Regions from separate parts of the Mus musculus genome. Here region 1 is linked to region 2. The links are chromatin contacts, called in public Hi-C maps. All regions are on one chromosome and are shown on one strand. Each heading gives the region's core, a stretch centred on a gene start, on an enhancer-like site or on the middle of the called end of the contact. The rest is flanking DNA. Distances are from core to core; before and after follow the strand shown. Region 1 overlaps Ano10 (anoctamin 10). Region 2 holds the start of Snrk (SNF related kinase).

Region 1 (6,513 bases), core at 571-3,070, 100 kb before region 2:
TCTTCCCCCTCTTCTGGGAAGTTCCCTGAGCCATAGATTCAGGAGCTATGATTTAGATGTAGCCATTATGGCTGAGCTCCCATGTTGATCTGTTGATCTCTGTATGGTGTCTGAGATTGTCTCCATTTGCTGTTTTTTTATTGGAGGTGGTAACTATCCTTATCTGTGGCTATAAGAACAAGATGTAGAGTATAATTAGAAATTATGTTGGCTTAGCAGCTGGGCAGTGGAGGTAAACACCTTCAATCTCAGCACTGAGGAGGCAGATCTCAGAGTTCAAGGCCAGCCTGGTCTACAGAGTGAGTTCCAGGACAGCCAGAGCTACACAGAGAAACCCTGTCTTGGAATAAAAAATGTGTTGGTCTAGCAAAGTGATGGTAGTAGGTTCTCTTCTAAGAGCCTTGACCTCACTAGCTCTGGGAGGATGCTAGGTTCCTAGTACCAGGTGATTTCTGTTCTATTGAGTGGGCTGTAAATCCAATTAGATAGCTGTTGGTTACTACCAACATGTGAGTGTTACCACACCTTTAGGCAAGCAAGTCCCTGTTGCTGAAGACATCACACACTTAGGACACATGTCCCAGATGTTTGAGGTGGATCTGACCTGAAAGTGGTCATCCTGTGCCCTGGCTTCAGTAGTACCAGAAAATATGCCAAGGCAGGGACACAGCTATTGGTCTGTGAACCACAGCAGCAACCAGCATGGCAAGACGCCCATTGAGGTTTTTTCCTGACCTGCAGAGAGAATGAACTCTTACCTGTCAGGCTGAGTGGCCATTTTTCCATTTTCCTTTTGAATGGTTTGTATTTTTCTCATTTGCTGCTGTATCCTTGTGGTTGGAAAATACTTTTAAAAACAGGAGAGGAAGAACTTTGGGTAGTGTTGGCAAATCTGCCTACAGCCAGCCAACCACCTGAAAGAAGAGTGGCAGTCAGAAAGAGCTGGGCCACTGTGAAGGTGTGCTTCCTCTCAGATGATAACAACAGAAGACCCAGTCAGCCAAGGGCCAGTCCTTCACAAGGGAGGCAATTGTCACTTTATTGTGAGATTTTTCTTCTCTCTCTCTCTCTTCTCCATTTTGCTCTTCAAGTCCAGACTGCTAACAGAGAGAAAATACAGACTCCAAGTTAGGGTTAGCAATCTCAATGAGAAGGCTGTCACACTGTACCCCAGTGAGCCAGCCTTTTGCTTTGTCATCAAGAGAAGATACTGTTTTGTAGTAGACTATTCCTCTACCTCAAGAGAAAGGGAAATCACTTTCCTCTGGCCTGTGTGTATTCCATCCAGGCTAACTGTGCTGCGTCTAGAAAGCTGCTGCAGACCTCTCTGCCAGACTCTGGTCTCCACATCATAGGATGAGAACTCTGGCTCCTCGTGTCTTCCTTGGTGGTCAGCCTGAAGTACATACCTTAGTGGTGTAGTGGGTGTAAACACATAAAACACAATTGCCAATCTGCTCGCTGACAATTTTGAGGGGAGCTCTGGCTCCAACGTGTTGTGAGCAGCAGAAATATTGGTGTAGTTGCTTTTGGTCTTTTTTTAACTTTTAAAAATTATTTTATTGTATTATATGTATGTGGTATAGTTTATCCATGTATTTCTCACTGAACCTGAAGCTCAGCTAGAAGCCATTGAGCCCCAGAACAATCTGTCTCTGCCTGTCACAGCACACATGCATATGGCCTGGGTTTTACATAGCTGTTGGGGGGTTGAACTCAGGTCACTGTGCTTGCATTCTTTTACCCATTGAGCCGTCTCCCCAGCCTGTTTTTAGTCTGCCTTGCCTGTGGCACAGTTAGGAAGCAGGCCAAGTGTTGGGCAGTACCCTAGGCCACACCAGCATGGACAGTCACAGGGGATGTGTTTCTAGCAGCATGGCACCTCCCTTCCCTGCACAAACAACAGTAACAAGGCCATGGCACTGCAAAACTGCGGTCACCAACTCACTGTGAGAGTAGAAGGCCAAAGCTGGTTGCACTGGACTCATTTACTTTGGGTAGAGTCACCTAGGCAATCACATGGGCCACAGAGAAGCCAGAGAAAGAGACTCCTTTGAATACAGCTCATCTTGCTGGAGTCTTGCTCTGCATGTCCCATGCTGACTGCTGTCAGGTCCTAGTGCACAGGAAGCAGGGTGCATGTAGTTATTAGTTTATAAGAGAAGATGTAATTAAATTGCTCTTAAACATGACCAAAGATGGAATCTCTCAGGAGACAAATTTAATAAGCAGTCTCTGTCTTCAACCCTGGCGTCCTGTTGATTGGATTGCCTCCCCATTACCCACATGTTTTCAGAAACTGGTTCCCCTTTTCTCCCTCAGCAGATGGCACTGGGTATGCTCATGGCTCCTGTGGGAACTGTGTCCTGCGTCCTCCCTGCCGGGTGGTCAGCACCCAGGCCTCCAGCCTGGGTTTACCATCCCAATCCTTCTTTGAAGATTTGGAATTACCTCAAAGGTGTCCATCTTAGTGGGCTACAGTCCTGGCTGGGAGAGATGTAACTCTCGGCAGTGGCCTGCTGGGCTACCCAGTCTGGGGAGCAGAGAGAAGCTAGCACAAAGAATTCAGAGGTGGCCTTAGGGCCTCACACCTGTCCAGGGATTAGCACTGAAAACTGTTGTCTCAGTGGGCGTTAAAAACAGTTTACCTGTATATTCCAATGTCCCAAATTCCATGCCTTCCTTTAAGCATTTGACAATAAACCTCTCCTCCTTAGTATATATAGTACTCATCAATTCTTAGAAACGTGGGCAGCATGACTTTGTTTCCCTCCTGAAAAACAACCCTGCAAGGCAGATGTGCCCCTCTCACTGGACAGTGAGCTGTGGCAGATGAGTCTCTCTCACTCGACAGAAGCTGTGGCGGCTCTGCCTCTTCCCGTCACTGAGTCTTGTGAGTTTGATCATCTCTGCAGATTATGGAATTTTAAGTGGATGTCTTAAGTGATGTCATAGGGAAATACTTATTTTTAATTTTTACTCTCCCCACATTAAGAAAATAACAAGAAAAATTGAATATGAGTAAGATAACATAGTGTAGATCTTTAGATGGACCTTAGGTAACAAGGATGCTGTGTCCACACACTGGGGAGCTGTGTGAAGCTGGTCTGGTCTCTGGCTTCATTCTTTCTTTTAGCTCAGAGAAGAAATGTAGACCATCTTGGTTTTTTGTTTTGAACTTTCGTTTTAGATTTTGTTTATTTTTATGTATATTTTTAGCATGCACGTGTGTGTGCAGACAGACAGACAGAGAGAGAATGAATGAATTCGGATGCCTAATGATCTATTAAATGTTCCCAGTCTTTGCCAAATGTCAGATCGCATTCAACTCAACATTGTCTATCCACTCAATATGCAGAGTGTGCATGCTGTGTTAAAATGCATTACTGAGCATGTGTAACTGTGACTTCGTGCTGCACGATGCTATTGTGACTTCCCGTGTGCAGAGGTGATGCTGTTATACTGTGAGGACTGAGGACTTTACCTGATATGATGCAAAGGAGGGAAAGACGGGCCAACTTCCCGAGGACACTGAGAACCAAACCATGTTCCTGTCCTGAGAAAGTCAGTTCCATGCCCCAGTAATTAAATGGAGCAAATGTGAGTGGACCACAGACTATCAGCGTGGGTATAGGAGAAGCAAGGCTGTCCCCAGGACACAGCAGCACCCAGAGGCTGGCAGGAGAATGCTGTGGCAGGGCCCTTATGCTACTGGCAGTTGTTCTGTGGGGTTTTCTCTTGGGCACCTTTGCTTTTGAATTCAATTTGATGAAGTGCACAGGAACTAGACAGGAGGTTTCTGAGTCCTCTAAGCTGGAGTCTGCTGGGTAGGAGGAGGTGGGGTTGGTATTCAACTTGGGACTGTTGCTTCCCTTTGATTTGGGCTGTAGCTGAGGTCCACTTGTTTATAGACCAGTGGGCCCTGTTGGCCACAGCTATCTTAGTAATAATCTGTGCATCAGGCAGGTTCTTCTACCTACTTAGACTCCTCAGGTTGTATGTGCATATGTGGGTAACATTAGCTGGCAGATGTCTCTCTAAGGTGGAGAAAGATAACACAGCACGGTACAGCAGACCAGTCTCTGTATTTTCAAAACCCTGATGGAGAGTTTGGCTTTAATTCACTTAGCAAGATGCATTTGCATTTCTTTTTCTTTATTAGATATTATCTTTATTTACATTTCAAATGCTATCCCGAAAGTTCTCTATACCCTTCCCCTGTCCTGCACCCCTACCCACTCACTCCCACTTTTTGGCCCTGGCATTCCCCTGTACTAGGGCATATAAAGTTTGCAAGACCAAGGGGCCTCTCTTCCCAATGCATTTGCATTTCTGAACTTTACCATATGTATCAATAGTTTGTGTCTTTTGGTGGTGGATAGTAGATAGTTCCTCTTGTGTTTATACAATTCTGTAGAAGAGGCATGCTTCCGTTCTTCTCAGTCTTTGTAATTTTGAATCCTATAAGCATGGGTTTTCCATTTGGATAAATATGTGAGAGTGAATTGTCAAGTCAGATATAAGGGAATACCCGACATTAAAATGAGCTTCCCATCCTGGTGTGCATTCTGTGCTCCACTAGCAATGTGTGCCCTCAGTTGACCCAAGTCCTTGTCAGCACTTGGTGCTGTCAGTTACTTTAGCTTTCTACTCGGTGTGTTATTGAAACCGCCTGCATCTGCACACCGACCAGTGACTTGTTATCTTTAGTCTTCTCGGGTGGAATGACCTGGGTGTTCATGTTTGAAGAGTCTGGCTTGGTTTTCTTATAAGTCTTTCTACACTGTGTCTGGGTGAGAAGATTTAGGGAATAGTGCATGGCCTGGGGACCGAAAGAATGCAGTTGTTACTCATGCATGGTGGTGGCTTTCTCAAGGATGGGGTAATAGGAGAATGCCAAGCAAGACCATGAATGAAACACAAGTAGGCATATTAAATCTCAAGGTGGTGGAAGGGAAAAGGAGACAGGTCCAGCTGCAGGGAGGTGGGAAGACATTGGGGGTGGGGTGGGGAAAGAGTGCACTGTGTTCTCCTCCTAAAATGTTTGTTCTCTACATAAAAAGATCAAGGATGCTGCTGCCAAAGGAGAAGTAGAGGTGTGTGATGAGAGTAGACTGTGTGGTGTCAAGCATAACAGAGTTTCATGGACAGGGAAGTGTGGCCCAGGACAGGTCACAGAAGCCTCCTCAGGGCCTGAGTTTCAGCACAGTGATGGGCATTGTGTTTCTGTCTTCAGCTGCTGCAGGCAAATCCTTGTCAACTAGACGTGTAACTAGCCGCAGACTTTCGTGGTTTTATCAGCATTGAATGTCAGGAAACTGAGTCTCAGAGAAGACTGCACCTTATGTGCACTTGAAGGCCCGGGGCCACTGTCCCTTGCAGTGAAGGAACGATGAGGTTTCAGATCAAGTGTGGAGAAATCGAGATTCGGAAACAATATTTTCTTTCCTACCCATAGAACTTTAATTTTTGAAATTTTATCCTTGCCTCAAAATACAAGATATTTTGGGAAAGTAAGGGAGAAAAATATTTATACCTAATGTCCTTTTTAATTAGATGCAGTTTTGCTGGTGGTTAAACCTGATGTTGATGTTTCTGTAAATAGGTTTCCAACTGGGAAAAAGCTGAAGGGTTTTTTTTTGGTTTTTGGTTTTTGGGTTTTTTTGTCTTGTTTTGTTTTGTTTTTTTGACTACTTACAGGTCATCCCAGTGACATTATGTAAGCAAAATCATTAATACTTCCTTCTAAAGACACTTAATGAAAATTGTTTTATAATCAGAGTATATCTATTCAGAGATGAAACCTTAAAATTCTCCAATCTTGACTTACAGAATAATTTAAGTTAATTAACCTTCATTTTTAAGAGCAAACTTATTTTTGCAAAAATAAGTATAGAAAAGGTAGAGTCGCCGTGTGTTCTCCTCTCACACAGTTGCCCTGTTGTTTGCATCTTACATACGTGGTGTCTGCTTCAACACCGATGAACCCACTGACAAGTTATTATCAGCTAATACATTAGAGTCCTGTGTGTGTGTGTGTGTGTGTGTGTGTGTGTGTGTGTGTGTGTGTGTGTGTATGTGTATGTGTGTGTGTGTGTGTGAGTGTGTGTGTGTGTGTGTGTATGTGTGTGTGTATGTGTGTGTGTGTGTGTGTATGTATGTGTGTGTGTGTGTGTGTGTATGTGTGTGTGTGTGTATGTGTGTGTGTGTGTGAGTGTGTGTGTGTGTGTGTATGTGTGTGTGTGTGTGAGTATGTGTGTGTGTGTGTGTATGTGTGTGTGTGTGTGAGTGTGTGTGTGTGTGTGTGTATGTGTGTATGTGTGTGTGTGTGTGTATGTGTGTGTGTGTGTGTGTGTGTGTGTGTGTGTGTGTGTGTATGCCAAATGTTCCCTAGATTTTGGCAGATTCAGAATGTGATTCCTCCATGACAGCAGCACGGGAAAGCTTGTACAGCCTCCTTTCACCTATGTGAAAGGCTTTCTTTCAGTGGTTTTTAGTTTTTATATTCATAAA
Region 2 (6,275 bases), core at 2,698-5,197:
AGGGAAGTCCAGCCTAGCTGTATTAAAACAGGCATGTTTTCCATTAATGGGCTTATAAGTCATTTTAACTGATGAAGGCACGTCTTGAGTGCACATACTGTATCAGGCATGGCTCCCACCTGGGGATACAAGAACCAAAGCAATCAGCCTTCAAGGAGTTGCCTGAGAAAGTAAGCACATATCAACAACTGAGAAAACCAGGCTCACTGGAGCTGTGTTTGACCAGTTACCATATCAGTCATATGGTGTGCTGGGATGCTGACTTCATACCCAACAATAAATGGTGTAGGCAAATCTGCAATTGAGTGGTGAACAGAAATAGATAGGTGAACTCTCTCATTTTGCACCTGGAGACGACATGTCCCATGAATGGACCATGCCCTGTCACTGAGTTGCCCTGGACTGAGTTGCTATCAGCAGCAGACTGGGGGGTCTCAGCCTAAGAAAGGGAGAGAGGACTGATAAACATGGAAGAGCCTGCTGCGCACAGGCCAAATTCTGGAGGTGCCGAAGGAAATTCCTGGGAGGCTCTTGAAGTGACAATGGAGAGATGAGTGTTCAGGGAGGACGGAGAAGGAATCTGTCAGCAGGGTCCTCTCCTACCAAAGGCAAGAAATGGTTTCCCAAGGGGTGAAAGACCACAGCCCAAAACAGATGTGCAGAAAAGCAGATGAGGAAATAATTCTGTGAAAATAACAGTTCAGTTCCAGCCCATCCCAGGCAGACCACACCTGCAGTGCTCTCTCCCAAGGCTACCAGACCTCACGGATTTGACAGTGTGGCTCTTCCCAAACAACAAAAGCCAACACATCCCAAAGTTGGCGTCACACCTTCCTCCCTTTACAAATGTTTTACAGAATGTGCTGTGCAGTTGTGCTGTGTCCACCTCAACTCCTTTTCTCACAGTGAGTCTGACCTCCTGCTCCCTCAACTCCCTGCCTGGAATGCTAGCCTTTGAGACTGGCCTTCAGTGAGTAGCACCCCCTACTGTTCGTTCACTGCCTCCTGCTCTATTCCTGTCAAAAGCAATCCTTCTGCTAGTTTACCTTAGTGTTCCACAATAGCTTGCTTCCAAGAACCTAAGGGCAGAAACTGGTTTCTGCTTTCTCCTACTGCTACCCTTCTACCCTGGAACCTTCCAAACAGATAAAAACTCTAGGAATTCATCCTTATCCTTATAAGTTTATCCTCCCACATCTACTCAGCCTTTCTACCCTAGTAGACCTAAGACTTTTGTCTGCACATAATGGGGAGTACCTGCATCCTGAACAGCAGGACTTTGTTGTATTTTGAGGAAAGGTCTTACTATGTTTGCACTTGCTACGAAACCCAGGCCAGTTTCGAACTCATGATTCTCCTTATCTCAGCCTCCCCAGGGCTGGGAGTGTGAGTGTGTGTGTGTCTGTGAGAGAGAGATCACATGTTTCAGGAGAGTGTGTTTGTGTGTGTGCTTTTATTCCTGAGATGCCACACATACTATGTAGCCCAAGCTGGACTTGAATTTTGATCCTTCCTATCTCTGATGCTCAAGTACTGATATTACTTGGTGCTGAGTTAGTTTTCCTACAAAAATGTGTTTTAGCTAAACATTCTATCTTGTGGCTGGGATGCTGTTAAAGTAAGCCTTCAGTATTTCTCACCTATGTGTTTAAGTCAGAAAATCCGGGCTGTGTAGAAAATTCACATACCTTTTTTCATCCTAGGCAGTATAATGAACTGATGCTCAGAAAGGTGCAATAGGAAATAAATTATGTTTTATTTAATACCAGTGCTTAGAATCATAGCCACTCACTTATATCCCCCAAATAGCCTTTTCTAGTTAGTTTCACTTTCAACAGGAGATAAGCAACCTCACTTTAGTGTAGACATGCCCAGTAAAAACAACACAAATGTCCTTCAATTTTAATTAAAGGACAGTTAAAAGGCTTCCTTTTAGGATTATGTGATTAAGTTACAAGATCACTACATAAAGACCTAATCTGTATGTCTGTCTGCTCTATAGAAGTAAAAATAAAAATCAGTGTAACTTCCCAGTTCTTGGATGTTTTAAACCAGTAGCTCTCAACTGTGAGCTGCGACCTCTTTGCTTTCAAACGACCCTTTCGTGGGGGTCACCTTAGACCATCAGAAAACACAGATATTTACATTGTGATTCATAACAGCACCAAAATTATAGTTATGAAGTAGCAATGAAAATAATTTTATGGTTAGGAGTCACCACAACATGAGGAAATGTACTGGTCCAAGCACTAGGAAGGTTGAGAATCATTGTTTAATCAAATGTGTCATACTGCAATTATTCATTAAAATTTACTCAGAATACTATAAAATTTACTCAGAAGAGCATAAAAGGATAAAAGAAAATTTCTGCATAAAGTAAAATAACTAGCTGTGCAAAAATTTAAAAGTCAAAAAGTGGCACTTAAGAGTTTCTGATCAGAAAGCTTTGAGGACAGGAATATTAAGTCAGTGCTATGCCCTCGATTTTTTTTTAACCCAGCTTCATTATGTGACCTTGGGAATGTCATATAATTTCTTTCATCCCTAGGTCTGTAAAATGGGTCAATTTTACACTGACAGCCAGAAAAATTGCTATGTATTTGATGTTCTCTGAAAGAAACTTGTCTAATTAGTATGTTTAATTAACACACATACAGAATTGTCTTCAAGAACCCAATTCCAAGAGAAATATTTAACCAGACGCTGAAGACAGATTTCTCTGAAGGGAATGGTTTTATAAATCTGGAAAACACTGTAACAAGATTAGAAATTAACAAGTTGATTACATAATCCTTGACAACCTGGGCTTCAGACTGCACCGATACGAACTGTGATAAGTTAGGGATCAATTTGGGACAGTGTCCCAATCCCTACAAAGAATCCAAACTGAGCCTTTTGACCCTGGACAGGAATCTGTTGGAAACTCAGCAGAAAGAGCTGTACACCTGTAGGTCCATCGCTTACTTCACCTTAAACCTGACAAAACACTTCAAGCATCCAGGTGGTTTCACCAAGGCTCCTAAGACTTGGAGAATACGCTCATTTAAACGGAAGGGAAAGTAAGAAACCTGACAGCCCAGAGGCCCTACAGCCTCTGACTTCTACAGTCTTAGGAACCCCGGAGAGAAATTCCCCAATGCATACACGACCCGAACTCACAGCGAAGCTCCTAGGTTGTAGCTGACCCCACTGTTTAAGAACATCACAGCTGGAGGAAGCCTAAGCTTAAAGGGCTGCCACTCTCCTGGCTCCCGAGTCCAAGCAAAAGGCAACAAGGTGTTTGTTTTTATTGCAAATGGTTCGGAAAGAAATCAACAGGCGATGTCTACGGAAAAGAACAGCGTCTCCTAACGCGAAAAAATCCGAGCAGTCCCCGGGGAGCCGCACCGCTGCCCCTTCCGCAGCCGAGCGCCCTTCTCCGTAGACAACCGCGTCCCCGAGCTATCGTGAGGCGGCGGCCGCCCGGCTCTGCAGCGGGACTCGCGGCCCACGGGGAAACTGAGGCCCGTGGATCTCGCGTCGCCCGGGGCCCGCTGCGGGCGCGGCGCGGGGCCGCGTCGACTCCCGCGCTGCCGCAATCCCGCGGCGGCCGCAAGGGCAGGGCCGGGCCGGGCTGCGCGAAGCCCGCAGGCCGGGCGAGCTCGGGGCCGGGGTGGTGCCGCGGGCCGCGTCCTCTGCGCAGGGCACCCCGGGCCGAGCGCGCAACTTACTTTCCGCCTGCGGCGGCGCCAGCCCAGCCCCGCTAAGGCGGCCGCTGAGGAGAAGCGCAGACCCGGCCCACGCTCCCGCGCCGCGCTCGCCCTACCTCAGCCGGCAGGCGGGCATCCGTCCGCAGCGGCCGCGGCGTCGACAACTCCCTCCCGGCCGCCGGAACCCCGCACCCAGGGCTAATCATAATACCGAGCGGGCGGCCGGGGGTGCGGCCGCGCTGCGCAGGCGCGGGCCTTGCGTCATCGTGACGAAAGCGATGGGGTGGGGTCTTGTGTGAGGGCGGGGCCTTGGGTCGGGCGGGGCGGGGTTAACCCGGCGCACCTGCAGGCCAGCTCAGGGTCTACTGGAGGGCGTCCTGGCCCTGGCCTGAGCACATCCTACTCTGGAAAGAATAGAGATTATGCAGAAGGAAGCGCCAGGACGATGGACAGCGGCAGCAGGCATAGCAGCTAGAGCTATAGCTTTCAGGGGATATTGGAAGAGATCTTGGGGCTGAGGGCAAGGAGCACATGCGCTTTATCCATCAATGTTCACCCTATCTCCCATCTAGCTTGAAGCAATGAGAGACAACAAAATTAATATACATATGCACGTGCATATATATATATATATATATATATATATATATATATGTGTGTGTGTGTGTGTGTGTGTGTGTGTGTGTATCATATATACACAAGCATGCATACACATATGCACATATATATATATATACATACACATTTCTTTACTTTTTCTTCTCTCTGGGAATACATTTGAAGAATTCTGTTGCTTTTGTTACCACTAAAGCAGAAAGAAGCAAAGCCCAACACCTGAATGCAGGCTTGCCTCTAGAGTCAAAAGTCACTGGCCAGGCCAGGCAGCCTCTGAGAAACAACGTGGAGAAGTACACAGCAGGCACTAACTTGGCTGTTCATGGTTCTGTTCCAAGATGACTCAGAAAGGGATGTTAGTGGTGGCAGGACAAGAGGGAGGGAACTCCCAGCTCTATCTCCTGGAAGGATAATGAGCCATGGAGACTAGTCCTCTGGGGCTCCTGAAAAGAAGCCAGGTGCCAGGTTTCTCTCCCCTACTTTTCCTTCTGTGTTCCTGCATCCACAGAAGAAGAAAAAACACACACACACAAGCAGAATGAGCTTCTTACATGTCCAAGCCTGACTCAACTGACTGGACAAAAAAATCTAAATGGCTTTTGCCATCTCTGTTGGTCAGAAAATGGCAAGTCTTCTTCCTTCCTCCCTTCATTTATTTATTTGTTTATTTATTTATTTATTTATTTATACTACAACATCCACTTCGCATGCCTGAAGATGGCTGGGAAGCAGAATGACTGGGAAGGTGGTCTCGATCTTCTGCTGAAATGTGTGCTTAGACCTTCAATTATCCTAATGCTTTAGCCCTGGGTGGCAAAGTGCACATAGGAAAACCCCAGCATTGGCCTCTGCTCACGCAGGCCCCACCTGACTTAGGATCATGAAAGGACAGTGTCATTTGACGTGGAAATGTTTTCTTTTTCTTTCTTCATGTCTCTCTTTCTTATTTTTTTACATGTGTGTGTGTGTGTGTGTGTGTGTGTGTGTGTGTATGTTCAACATCCATGTAGAAGTCAACCTGTAGAAGAGAAAGCTCTGTCTCTTTGTCTGACACCACATGGGTCCTAGGGATGGAACTCGAATTAGCAATCGAGGCAGCAGGCACCCCCACCTGCTGAGCCATCTTAGAAGCTCTGCCAGGGAGATTCTAATTTAGACACACATTGAGCAACCGCTCCTAACTAGGTCTTGCACAATCTGCTCTTTTGCTGAAAGACCTTTGCCCTCTGGGAACTGTCACTAGTCAGGGACACTGTGGCCAATGAAGGAATAAAAGCATCACTTATAATGGTCTCCCAAGGGAAGTCCAGTAGCCAAGTTTGTACCCCGAAAGAACATTCATAACATAGGACAGTGGCTACAGCACATGAGCCCTTGAAATGGGGTTTATGTTGCTATTGTGTAACTCAGACTCTGACCAAATCAATACATTGAAGTGAGTCAAATTTATAAATTGATTTCAATGAAATATGCTTTGGTTATCTTCCTGAGATGAACAGGCAGTGCTATCAGCCATTTTCTTATCTATAGGGTTTCCCTCAAGGCTGGGGTGATGCTGGGAAGAAGATGACCCAATTTTAGCCCCACACCTTCAATGTGTTAGTTAACATGATATGATTATGCTTGAGCAATATTTTAAAATATTTAAACACAAATTAAGGTATTATTACTCTACTTGGCTTTTAATCAAATTTGCTTAGTTTAATGAAGAAACCCCCTTCTCAGATCTTCCCCAAGGCTTTCTTTAATACACACTGGTTTCTTAACATTGGGTCTTTTTATGGACCTGCAAGAAGTCTTAATTAGATACATGCTACAAAATGACAGGATGGAGCTTGCAGCCTTGTGTTACAGTCTCTGATTCAGATCTCAAAAGCAACAAAGTAGCAACTATTTAAAGAAGAAGTCCTTTATTGGATGAAAATCAGGAAGAGGCAACAAATTAGATCAAGATGTGAGAGCCAAGCAGAT

Evidence for each region. A called contact is a pair of places that touch in the nucleus more often than the background predicts.
Region 1: a contact with region 2 is called in a Hi-C map of the N1E-115 cell line, with 4 times the contacts expected there. The contact joins the enhancer-like site here to the promoter of Snrk in region 2. A contact is called at or near these places in 8 of 484 Hi-C or Micro-C datasets (CD4 T cells, CD8 T cells, the N1E-115 cell line and 5 more), 4 of 115 datasets of contacts at active chromatin or transcription factors (bone marrow-derived macrophages, effector CD8 T cells, embryonic forebrain and 1 more) and 2 of 9 other capture datasets (adipose tissue and liver).

The regions. Positions count from the first base shown.
Region 1 is chr9:122,215,443-122,221,955 of GRCm38.p6, reverse strand. The region is part of intron 11 of Ano10 (anoctamin 10); the gene reads left to right. Among named protein-coding and RNA genes, the nearest start is that of Mir8106, 55 kb to the left of the region's middle. Within about 2 kb of position 1,820, at least 3 of the 459 cell types and tissues checked have an H3K27ac peak or open chromatin away from gene starts, as enhancers often do. A contact at or near this core is called in the N1E-115 cell line and adipose tissue, where this site is marked.
Region 2 is chr9:122,114,938-122,121,212 of GRCm38.p6, reverse strand. It overlaps Snrk (SNF related kinase), which reads right to left and starts at 3,947. Exons shown (of 8, transcript NM_001357775.1): 1 at 3,806-3,947.